Linked DNA regions of Mus musculus: region 2 is linked to region 1. A link is a contact called in public promoter capture Hi-C data. All regions are on one chromosome and are shown on one strand. Each heading gives the region's core, a stretch centred on a gene start, on an enhancer-like site or on the middle of the called end of the contact. The rest is flanking DNA. Distances are from core to core; before and after follow the strand shown. Region 1 holds the start of Htr2b (5-hydroxytryptamine (serotonin) receptor 2B). Region 2 overlaps Cab39 (calcium binding protein 39).

Evidence for each region. Promoter capture Hi-C pulls out the DNA fragments that hold promoters and counts their contacts.
Region 2: a contact with region 1 is called in a promoter capture Hi-C map of neural stem cells. The contact joins the enhancer-like site here to the promoter of Htr2b in region 1. A contact is called at or near these places in 11 of 39 promoter capture datasets (the 3T3-L1 cell line, the C10 cell line, the HPC-7 cell line and 7 more), 1 of 484 Hi-C or Micro-C datasets (embryonic stem cells) and 2 of 9 other capture datasets (adipose tissue and liver).

Annotation. Positions count from the first base shown.
Region 1 is chr1:86,109,054-86,114,082 of GRCm38.p6, reverse strand. It overlaps Htr2b (5-hydroxytryptamine (serotonin) receptor 2B), which reads left to right and starts at 2,103. Exons shown (of 4, transcript NM_008311.3): 1 at 2,103-2,204; 2 at 2,967-3,549. The coding sequence starts at 3,201. All of the region lies in intron 16 of Psmd1 (proteasome (prosome, macropain) 26S subunit, non-ATPase, 1), which reads right to left.
Region 2 is chr1:85,850,836-85,856,156 of GRCm38.p6, reverse strand. It overlaps Cab39 (calcium binding protein 39), which reads right to left. Exons shown (of 9, transcript NM_133781.5): 9 at 4,580-5,321. Among named protein-coding and RNA genes, the nearest start is that of Itm2c, 41 kb to the left of the region's middle. Within about 2 kb of position 2,191, at least 27 of the 459 cell types and tissues checked have an H3K27ac peak or open chromatin away from gene starts, as enhancers often do. A contact at or near this core is called in neural stem cells, where this site is marked.

The DNA.
Region 1 (5,029 bases), core at 854-3,353:
TCTGACACATTCTTTAGAAAACACAAGTATTTGGACAAGGAAAGACAGCCTATAATAAACTAGTTTAGGCATTTAATCTCTTTTGAGGAGTATAATAAAGCTATAAGCTCTTTGTAGGTTTGTCAATGTTTCAGCAGACAGCTCTAGATGGACCAACAAGCATCTAAGCAGAGACTGCAATGCAAAACACACTGAAAGCAAAACTCTTAACAGTAATCTTTGCTCACACATATGTGCATGTAATGATTTAAAGTAATAGTAAATGAAGTCATGATAAAATTATATAACCATGGGGCTGGAGAGATGGTTCAGCGGTCAAGAGCACTGACTGCTCTTCTAAAGGTCCTGAGTTCAATTCCTAGCAACAATATGGTAGCTCACAACCATCTGTAATGGGATCCAATGCTCTCTTCTGGTGTCTGAAGACAGCTACAGTACACTCACATACATAAAATAATGAATAAATCTTTTAAAAAATTGTATAACCGTTTTGCAATTTACAAAGAATCAAGAGATCTCAACATGATTATCAATCAACATCTTGAAATCAATCAGACCTTATGCAAACCACCAGCCTTAGCTCTCAATAGGAAATAGAAAATAAATGAGTAGAAAGAAACTGAATCTGAGTATTATGAAACTTGTAGAACAATTAATCAGGTATCGGAAATAGGGGTTGGTGAGATGACTTAGCAGGTAAGAAACCTGTTGCCAAGCCTGACTTTCTGAGTTTAATCATTGGGACACACATGCAAACTGTCTTCTGACCACACAGTGTGCTGAGCCATACACACCCTTCCCCACATCACGCATGCAAAAACCAAATAAGATGTTAACAAAAATTTAAGAATTTTAGGAAATGCAATCAACAAAAGTACTATGAGAAATCAAACAGGAATGATGACCCAAAAGAAGGAAGAAAAAGAAGAAAGAAAATAAATAGATCTTGAGGATTATCCTGAGCTAATGGTTGATGGAGAAGAGAAAGCCATTTTCTTCCGTGGTACCCTCACTGCTACTGTGTCCATGGTCTGTAAATAAGCTAATAAAACAGCCTGCCGGGACACTGATGCAAAGATTCAACCCAGGAAAGTAGAAGAGGGCTGGCAGCGATGAGAAGGAGGACAAGGGAGGTCAAGAGGATGTGAAACATGATGGAATGCCTTATGCATATGTATGAATATGCTTAATAAGAAACACACAAATCCCATCAGTTACGTAAAGAAGCAATTAAACTCTGAGAGACCTGTGAAGACCCTTTAAAAAGGAAACACTGAGAATACTAGAGGCTTTTTTTTTGTCTTGTTTTGTTTCTCTGTGTAGTGCTGGCTGTGTCAGGACTGGTTCTGTAGAACAGGGTGTCCTTGAACTCAGATAGATCTGCCTGCCTCTACCTCCTAAGTGCTGTGACACCACTGCCCTGCTGTAGCTTTAATGTTAAGCCAGGTTTATAGTTTAGAGAAAATCTCAAGAGCATACATGGTAAGATTTATACATTATTTTTCAGAAATAGGGCAGAAATAGATTTTTACTTCACATTATACACTTTTCCCAATTAAAAATCACTGGAAAAGAAGTTGCCAATGAACCAGCTTCCAAATTCAGATGCTGTTTAAAAATGAACAGTGACAAAGTTTCTGCCAAAAATCTATGTATACAAGCAGCATGCAGCTTTTTCTGTGCTTTTCTATATAAGGCTGTGACATGAGTAAATTTATTGCACTCCACAGCAAAGGCATTAGCTGGATGAAAATATTGTCTCACAGGTAAAAATCCCAAGTGTGTGAACTGCTATACAGCTAATGGAGGAGACTCTCCATTTTATCTTCTTTTCTCAAAAGGGAAAAACAGCCTAGGCCTCATTCCAAATAAAATCATCTTATGCTAAAGTTTAGAGTTTACCCTCTAAATATCAAAGAGAACACATAAGAATAGAACTTGAATCAGGTCATGAACTGGTTGGAACACGATTAACGAGGAGTTTTATGAATTACAATGACTATAGCTATATTCTAATAATGACAGTATCAAAGAGGAAACAACCTCTCTGGCAGGCAGACAGCTGCACAACACATTTGTTACACTGCTTACGAGCACCAGCCGCTAAGACTCAGAGCAAGTCAGTGGGGGAGGATCTGCCAGGAGAGGGAGTCCAACTGAACAGACACAGGACGGCTGGCTTAGGAAGCCACAGAAGACAAGCGGTGAGTATTTAGCAAATTCATATGCAACTAGCAGGTTTTTGTTGTTCCCATTTTAATCTTCAGGAGCTCTGCTTCCACATTCCTTTGTATCTATTCAGTGGTTTAAAAATTATAAATATGAAGGCAAATTTAATATGGGAGTTGTCAGTGTAATGAACAAATAACATAATCTTCCTCTTAAAGTGCTTCTCAAGGGAACTGGGAAAGTAAAGAAGACTTAAGAACTTAAAAAGAACTGGTTCAAAGTTGGCAGACTGATTTGATTACATTTAAAATCTTGTGGAAAGAAGTGATTACTACTAAAAGCAAGTATTTGGCTAGTGATACTTTGTACTACTTTCTCTCCAACTTAAGAAATTATTTTAAGAATTATAAAATGAGTTACAAACAAGCTTTTAAATCAACACTCATTCAGGTTCTTAGCTGGTAAATTCTTTACTCATAGGTGGGCTTGCCTCTTACTGGTGGGCCACTATTCTGAATGCTTTCTAAAGTTAAGGGACAAGGTATCCAAGGGCCAGATACCACGTAATGCGCTATCGTCTCTATTATCAACTCTGGGGGCACTGGCTGCACTGTCACAATACATACCGTCCTATCAAAACGGGAGGGGGAAGCTCTAGTGTTTTTTTACTGCTTTTTAGAAATAACTACCTCTGTATCTAGAAGGAAACTCTGATAAATTCATGTCTTAAAATTATAGAAAAAAAGAAATGATAAACTAACATTTTTCATCCACATCTATTGGTGTCTTTCATCAAGTCTTCTGGAATCTAAGCCTCTAGAAAATCTAAAATGTGGATGTCTTACCTGCAAACACGGACAGACGTGTACACAGTCCCATCTTCGAGAGCCTGAATCTTTTTAGAAGGAAGAAGTCACCTTGGCTGTGAGTGTCTGGTAGGTTTGCTAAATGCTTTGCTAAAGCAGATGACTTGCTTAGCTACTGACCATGCTGACCACTGTCTGGAACTGGACTGAGTCACCAAAAGGCGAATGGCTTCATCTTATAAAATGTCTGAACAAAGCACAACTTCTGAGCACATTTTACAGAAGACATGTGATCACCTGATCCTGACTAACCGTTCTGGATTAGAGACAGACTCAGTAGCAGAGGAAATGAAGCAGACTGTGGAGGGACAGGGGCATACAGTGCACTGGGCAGCTCTCCTGATACTCGCGGTGATAATACCCACCATTGGTGGGAACATCCTTGTGATTCTGGCTGTTGCACTGGAGAAAAGGCTGCAGTACGCTACCAACTACTTTTTAATGTCCTTGGCGATAGCAGATTTGCTGGTTGGATTGTTTGTGATGCCGATTGCCCTCTTGACAATCATGTTTGGTGAGTATTTCCCCTTGTTCCTGCCACTGAACACTACTAACGTAGTGAAATGGACACTCACTGACCTTTATTTTGTTTGAAATAAAAGAAGGACCTGGATTAAAAACACAGAAGGGAACATTCCTTCATTTTTCATGATTTGTAGTTACTGTGAAAGGACATACAAATAATTTCTTAGGAGCATGTTTACCCTTCCTCAGCCATCTTTATAAAGTCATTAAGTTGGCAATATTTGTAGATTCTGCATTTGTTACCTAAAAATTTTAGTAAGTAAAAAAAGTACATTTTTCAAAAAATTATTCATCCTTTCCCTTTAACAAAGTGATCGATAACTAGGACAATTGTGGGACTTTAATAATAGAATCATTAAATCAGCGAGTCCCAATTAAAGTTAGGCATTGTTCAAAAAATTCCTCTCCTAGCTCTTTCTAACCTGAGTACTAAGCTATGACATGGTGTCTACACATGCTAGAGAAGATGTTTAGTTACAAAAGGAAATGATCTTCCTCAAAGTATCTCAAGAGAGGTTCCATTTATTTAAAGTTTTTATGGTATCTGACCATCTGTGTTCCCAAAAAACTTGTAAGTTAATAAAAGAAATGGAACAGACCCTGAGTTACTGTGATAATAAAAATATAGTTTGACTTTCAGATTGTTATAATAAAAAAAGATATTAAAGTAGGCATAGAGTTTCTGCTGTGTTACATTATCTCCAGCTATGTGAAGAACACAAATGAGTCTGTTGAAAGGCTCCTGCTTCAAAGTCAGCATTATAAGAACATTTCATCAGTCAATGCTTGGGATAAACTGGTATGCTACTAATAAATAACTTAAAACTATAGATGACCAGGCTTCTAAGAACTGCACCTATATCAAGAATAAACATACAAGTTATAGAAATAAAGTGCACTAATCCAGAACATACAAGCTTATTAAATTTAAAAGTGAAGGAAAACTGCTATTCCAATTATTTTTATAAGAAACAACACAGAGCTATCTGAAATGAAGCACTGTGTCTTCATATGTAGCAATATGGTGAGGGGTTAAAACTTTATTTTAAGCATCGCTTGCTCACCCAGCTTTAAAGCAAACTAAGACAGGATAAGCAACAACACACAAGCTTCCACTGCCTTAGTGGACTCTTTAGTCAGTGGCATTGTTTTTCTCTTCCTTGCCTTCAGTAATTCTGTAACCTTCTGAATAGCCTAATGGTACATGTGTACCATAAAGAGTAAGAAATGAGACTCTAAAAACAGCCTGAAGCTAGCAGGAGCAGAGTAAGGATGATGTAGGTTGACACAGATTCCAACTCTCAACTCTAGGGCCCTAACTACAGCTTAAAGCATAAAGCCACACTCTGATGCTTTGCGGGCATACAGAAAATGCTAAAATGCTTTATCTTTGTTTTGCTAACAGAGGATTAAAAATATTGAATAAAGAATAGTATAAATTTTACAGAAGTGCACTTTAATTTGAAAGT
Region 2 (5,321 bases), core at 942-3,441, 260 kb after region 1:
TCTCTCTCTCACACACACACACACACACACACACACACACACACACACACACATCTCTCTCTCTCTCTCTCTCTCTCTCTCCTCTAGACTATTTCTTTCTTTACCCTCCTCTGGTTTTTATCCCTCTAAATGAGAGAAATAATTGTATCATTGTAGCCCTGAAAGGTTTTGTTGTTTGATTCTGATTTTGTTTTGTTTTGTTTTGAGACAATGTTTCACTATTTAGTTTAGTAGTCAGGGCTGGACATCTCCATCCTCCTGAGTGTTGGAACTGCAGGCAGCAGGTATCAATGCTCTGGCTCGGTGAGTAGCTCTTGTTTCAAAGCTTTGTAGCTTTGTCAAAGTAGAGTTCTTTTCTGAGGACCTCTGCACTGATCTTATGAGTTCATTGAGTGTCTTGGATGTGCTGGACAAAGGTGTTGGGTTACTGTAAACTGACCTTCAGATTATAATTAGGTGATCTTGACTGAGGTGCAGGGGGCAGCTGTAACTTGGCGGTGCCCCGGGCCGGGAGTCTGCAGAACACCCAGCCTTGTATTAGACTCCAACCTGGAGCTGACCAGTTCCTACTTTCCCTCTTCTTGGTTCACTTTTGTGTCAGATTCTGGCAGGGTCATAGTATCTCCACACCTCAGGAATGCTCTAGATTCTAAACTGGGCATGGTAGCATACACTTGTAATCCCAGCAGTTGGGAGATGGGGGCTAGAGGATTAATAAATTTGAGGCCAGCCAGGATGACATAGCAAGACCTGTACAAAAAGAAAATAGAACAGCCAAGAGTGGTCAGGATCTGCAGTTCCTTCTACTGCCCAACCACTGCTTTCCTGGCAAAATGTGGAGGAAGCTGTTTGTGGGCCAAGTGGCCTATTGTTATATTCAGGGATCTTCCAGGTTCTAACTCAATGCTTCTCAACCACCTTCCTAATGCTGCGACCCTCTAAATAGTTACTCAGGTTGTAGTGACCCCCTCCAACCATCAAATTGTTTTTTGCTACTTCATAACTATACAGCTATTTTGCTACAGTTATGAATTGCAATGTAAATATCGGATATGTGGGATATCTGATATGTGACCCCATGGGGTCGAGACCCATAGGTTGAGAAGCACTGCTCTATCACTGAAACCAACTCTGCTTCCCAGAGCCCTGCTGATTATCCCTCATCTCCCTCAATCTCTCAATGTTTGCATGAAGCATTCATTCCCTTACCAGGCAAGGCATTCAGGTAAAGTCCTCTGCCACCTTGGGGATTTCTTAGGTTCTCCTTGCCTCCACTCTTATGGGGTGGAAAGACATATGTTGCTTGTATTCTTCTCATTAGCACAAGACCAGAGACTTAAACTTGCTTGGAAGAGACTGAGGCCAGAGCTGCTCAGATCCCGTATTCTGAACATAGGATCCCTTTCCACTGGGCTTCCCAAGTCATCATGTGTTGATGACCTACTGTGTGCTGGGCACTTTCCTCAGGCCCCCTAGAAAGCCTAAGAATTGGCTTTTACTCTTCTCCCCATCTTGAACAGAGATGCAGCAAGGCCAGCAGGGGGAGCAGAAATGAAGCAGGGCATGCTGGGGAGAACTGGAAACCCTGCTCTGTCCTGGCCCTTTATGTTTGCTTCCAGGTGAACTTGACATTTTGCTTCTACTGTTGTCAAAACCACAGCCAGATTGAAACGGACAGATCCTTTCAGTGAGATAATCCTTAACACCTGGTTCTTCCCAACCACAAGTCAAGGGTCAAAATTCCACATCTTCCATGGAGAATACAGGGTGTGCGCTAGACGTGCTCTGTAGACACCCTTGTGTCCGTACAGTCCATGAGGAGCAAAATGCCACCCAGATAGCCCACTCACACTTACAGTGCCTCCTGCCCTCCGAGGATCCCAGAGACTCTGGGGGCTGTCATTCAGATGCTGTGTATTATAAGCCTCCTAACTTTCAATGCCTGGAATGTTCTCCCTGACCCCAGAGATTTGGCTCTGGTCTTCTAGAGGTGCAGGCAGGGCATACGGGGTATCCATAACAAGCAGGTCCTGGTCTGTGGGGACCCATCCCAGGCTAACATCTCAGTGTGGGTGCCATGGGACATTCAGTAAGAGAACACATTAAGTCTCAGATGCTGCCTTGTCCTCAGCCAGCAGTAGAGCGTGTCCACAGGTTCTGTAGCCCACAAAGAATGTTAGATGTTGGATCCCTCTGTGCTGCTTCCAACAGGCCAAGGCTTGGAGAATGAAGGGGGGCTTTCAGAGCTTGCCTCTCAGAACCACAAAGAACAATGTCTGCCTGCTTGGTGCAGAAGGCAGAAACACCACTGGCATACTCATGTCAACACCACATTCACCCAGGGCTTCCTCTGCTCCCCACATCTGTTTCTATCCCTACCTAACTACTCCAGCTTGTTTGAAAGTGAAGTCCCTCCAACAATCTCCAGGCTGCCCAACACCAGAACCTAAATAAATAATACAAAAAAAAAAAAAAACAAAACCAAAAAAACCCACCAGAACCAAAATAAATAAATAAATAAATAAATCAAACAAACAAAACCCCCCCAAAAACTGGACTCCTAGGTCTTTTCAATGCCCAGATAAATCTGCAGCACTAAACCAAGGAACTACACTGCCCTCCAGTGGGCTTAAAGCATAAAAGCAGCTCAGTGCAGCCACCTAGAGGCTGGGTTGCTACAGGGATGGGGTGCTAGGCAGGCTGTTTGGGACAGTCTTGGGACACAGCTTCCAATGAGGCAATATCATGTTTGGGACCAGGTCTTGGGAAACACTTGGGTCAGTGAGGATCAAAGCTGGGTATTATGGTGGATGTTGGGGCTCAGACCTGCTTCAGAGTCCAGAAGGCAGATGAACACACTTCAGACAGATTGAGAAGCAGTTTTTCTTTTCCTACGAGCCAGTTGTCATTCATCATCAGAGAAGTTGCTGGGTCCTGAGAAGGGCCCCGTGGCCATCATATATAGGCAGTGTACAAGGCACACTGATGGTCCTGAGTCCAAGTTACAGATTGGCATCCAGCTCTACCCACTGGTAGAAACTCCAAGAGGGCCAGGACCCCAGTGGCTCCTGGGAGTTTCCAATGGCCTGCTAGTCACTGAGGCCACTGTTCACATCTGCATCTCAACAGAAAGGAAACTCCACCTAACTCCACCTACTGCAAAATGTATCTATCCCCATTTCCACCCAACAGAGTGTCACTGAGACACATTCCAGGGACCACAGAGTTGCAGGTGGTTAAGTTATTGCCTGGGAAGTTTTAATTTTGATCAGCTAAAATTACAAAACCTGTCACCTGTGTGCAAATGCAGATTATGTCCATAGACACCTACAAGGTACTTGAGTTGCAGGTAACTGCAGAGGATGTAATCTCTTATCCAGGAACCTGGTGTGTGTGTGTAAGGGAGAGAGAGAGAAAGGGAGGGAGGGAGGGAGGGGGAGAGAGAGAGAAAGAGAGAGCGAGAGCGCTCTCCAGGGACACAAATACAGGGAATCAGACATGGGTTTCTGAGGTCCTTGTAGGGGATGGTGCCACAACAGTTCCATCTTTGTGCAGTCACTGGCCCTCAGGGTAGTGTTGAGTGCAGGGAGACAGATTCCTGGAGGCCCGGAGCTTCCAGGCCTTAGCAAGACAGTCTTGGCCTCCTAAGTGCTTCGTGGAGGGAGGTACATGGGATAACTAGAAGTAAGCTTTAGTAGAAGAAAACTGATGATCACACATGGTAGGAAATTTTCAGATCACTCCTGAGGTCTAGTTGTTGAATTATGAGGAAGCAGCTCAGCGATGGTTGGCAGAGCAACCAGGTTGAGGCAGGGCAATGCAAGGGTAGTGGGATCCCCTACGACCTGGGGTGACTGTGGAACACTGCAGCCCTTGGGGATTCAATGATCATGAGCCCATGAGTCCTTGCAGGTTAGGATGGACATAAGCAGCCCAGGATGCCTGGTCAGCATGCAGCTGGAAGACTGCAAGGATCCCATGGAGACCATGGGGGTAGGGAATGGAATGTGAGCTTCGGGGAAGGTAACTCTGGCCTGGCAGATGAACAGTAAGATGCTTTTACTCTACTGAAGTATCGCTGGCAAGAGCAGGCCCTGTGCTCTGTGGCCCAAAATGGAGAGCTTATTGACTGACAAGGTTAAGTGTTGGCAGGGTTGTACATAGACGAGGAGCCACCTCTGGAGACAGAATAGGGGCCACATGGGCCTTGGTGCCAGAGGACTAGGCTTTCTAGGTCTCACCTTCACCATGGACATGCTCCGGTGACCTGTAAGTCTCCCTGTCAAGCAGTTAGTCTCCACTGTTGATAAAGGAACAAAAGATACATCTACACTCCCATGGGGGTGGGCAGAGGTACCATAAAATGGTACCACTGATATTGAACTTGGAGACAAGAATGGGCTATGTGACACAATAATCACCTCACACAGGGGCAAGATAAGGGTAAAACTGCAGGCGCACTAAACCTTGAGTACGGAAAAAAGTGTTAACTATTTCCTACCCACTGACAAATCACGTGCTTTTGTCTCTTGATGGAATTCTCCACAGTGACATATGACTGTCTAAAGGACATCACAAGACAGTTTCTCCAAAATTTTATTTTAATTTAAATTACAGGGCCAGCCAGATATTCTGATAAGAAATTCACTTTTCCTCAGGAGAAAGGAAACACTTTCATGTCATTAACAATTGTATACATCTCCCACTTTTTTTAAGGGTTAAAAAAAAAAAAATCACATTAAGTAACTGCCTTAAGTAAAATTAACCCTTTATAACACCAAAGAAACCACACCCAGGATAATCGTTCTGGTAATAGGAACCTAGAAAGTGATCACACTTTAAATGCAACTTTTCAATCTTGAATGTTTTCACATTGTTCTGTTTAAAAACAATCCAGAAAGCCTTCTCAGCCCTCAGCTTCCAATGTGTGAGTGACAGTTCCCTGACACACTGCATCCCATCTTCCACAGCAAGACTCTAGCACCGCTCTCTGTGTTAGCCCAAGTGGAAACTGTTCTGTTGTCTCAAGTTCTAAGAGCTAGCTTGGCAAAGAGACACTCCTTCCACTTGGTGAAATGGCCACTCTGTCACCAAATCCTGACTCACAACGCGGTGGCAAGGACTGGGTCACTTAGCACAGCTGAGTCTGCACACTACCCAGCTGAGAATGTCCTTGTCCAGAAGCCTGAATGCTTTCTCTATCTCTACTAGAGACCATCAACTATACACGCACGCACATGGGTAAAGAGAGCCTTGGAAACCCTTTACTGTAGACTGCCATTTAGATGAAATAGAACAGACCTATATTTTCTGGAGTGGTT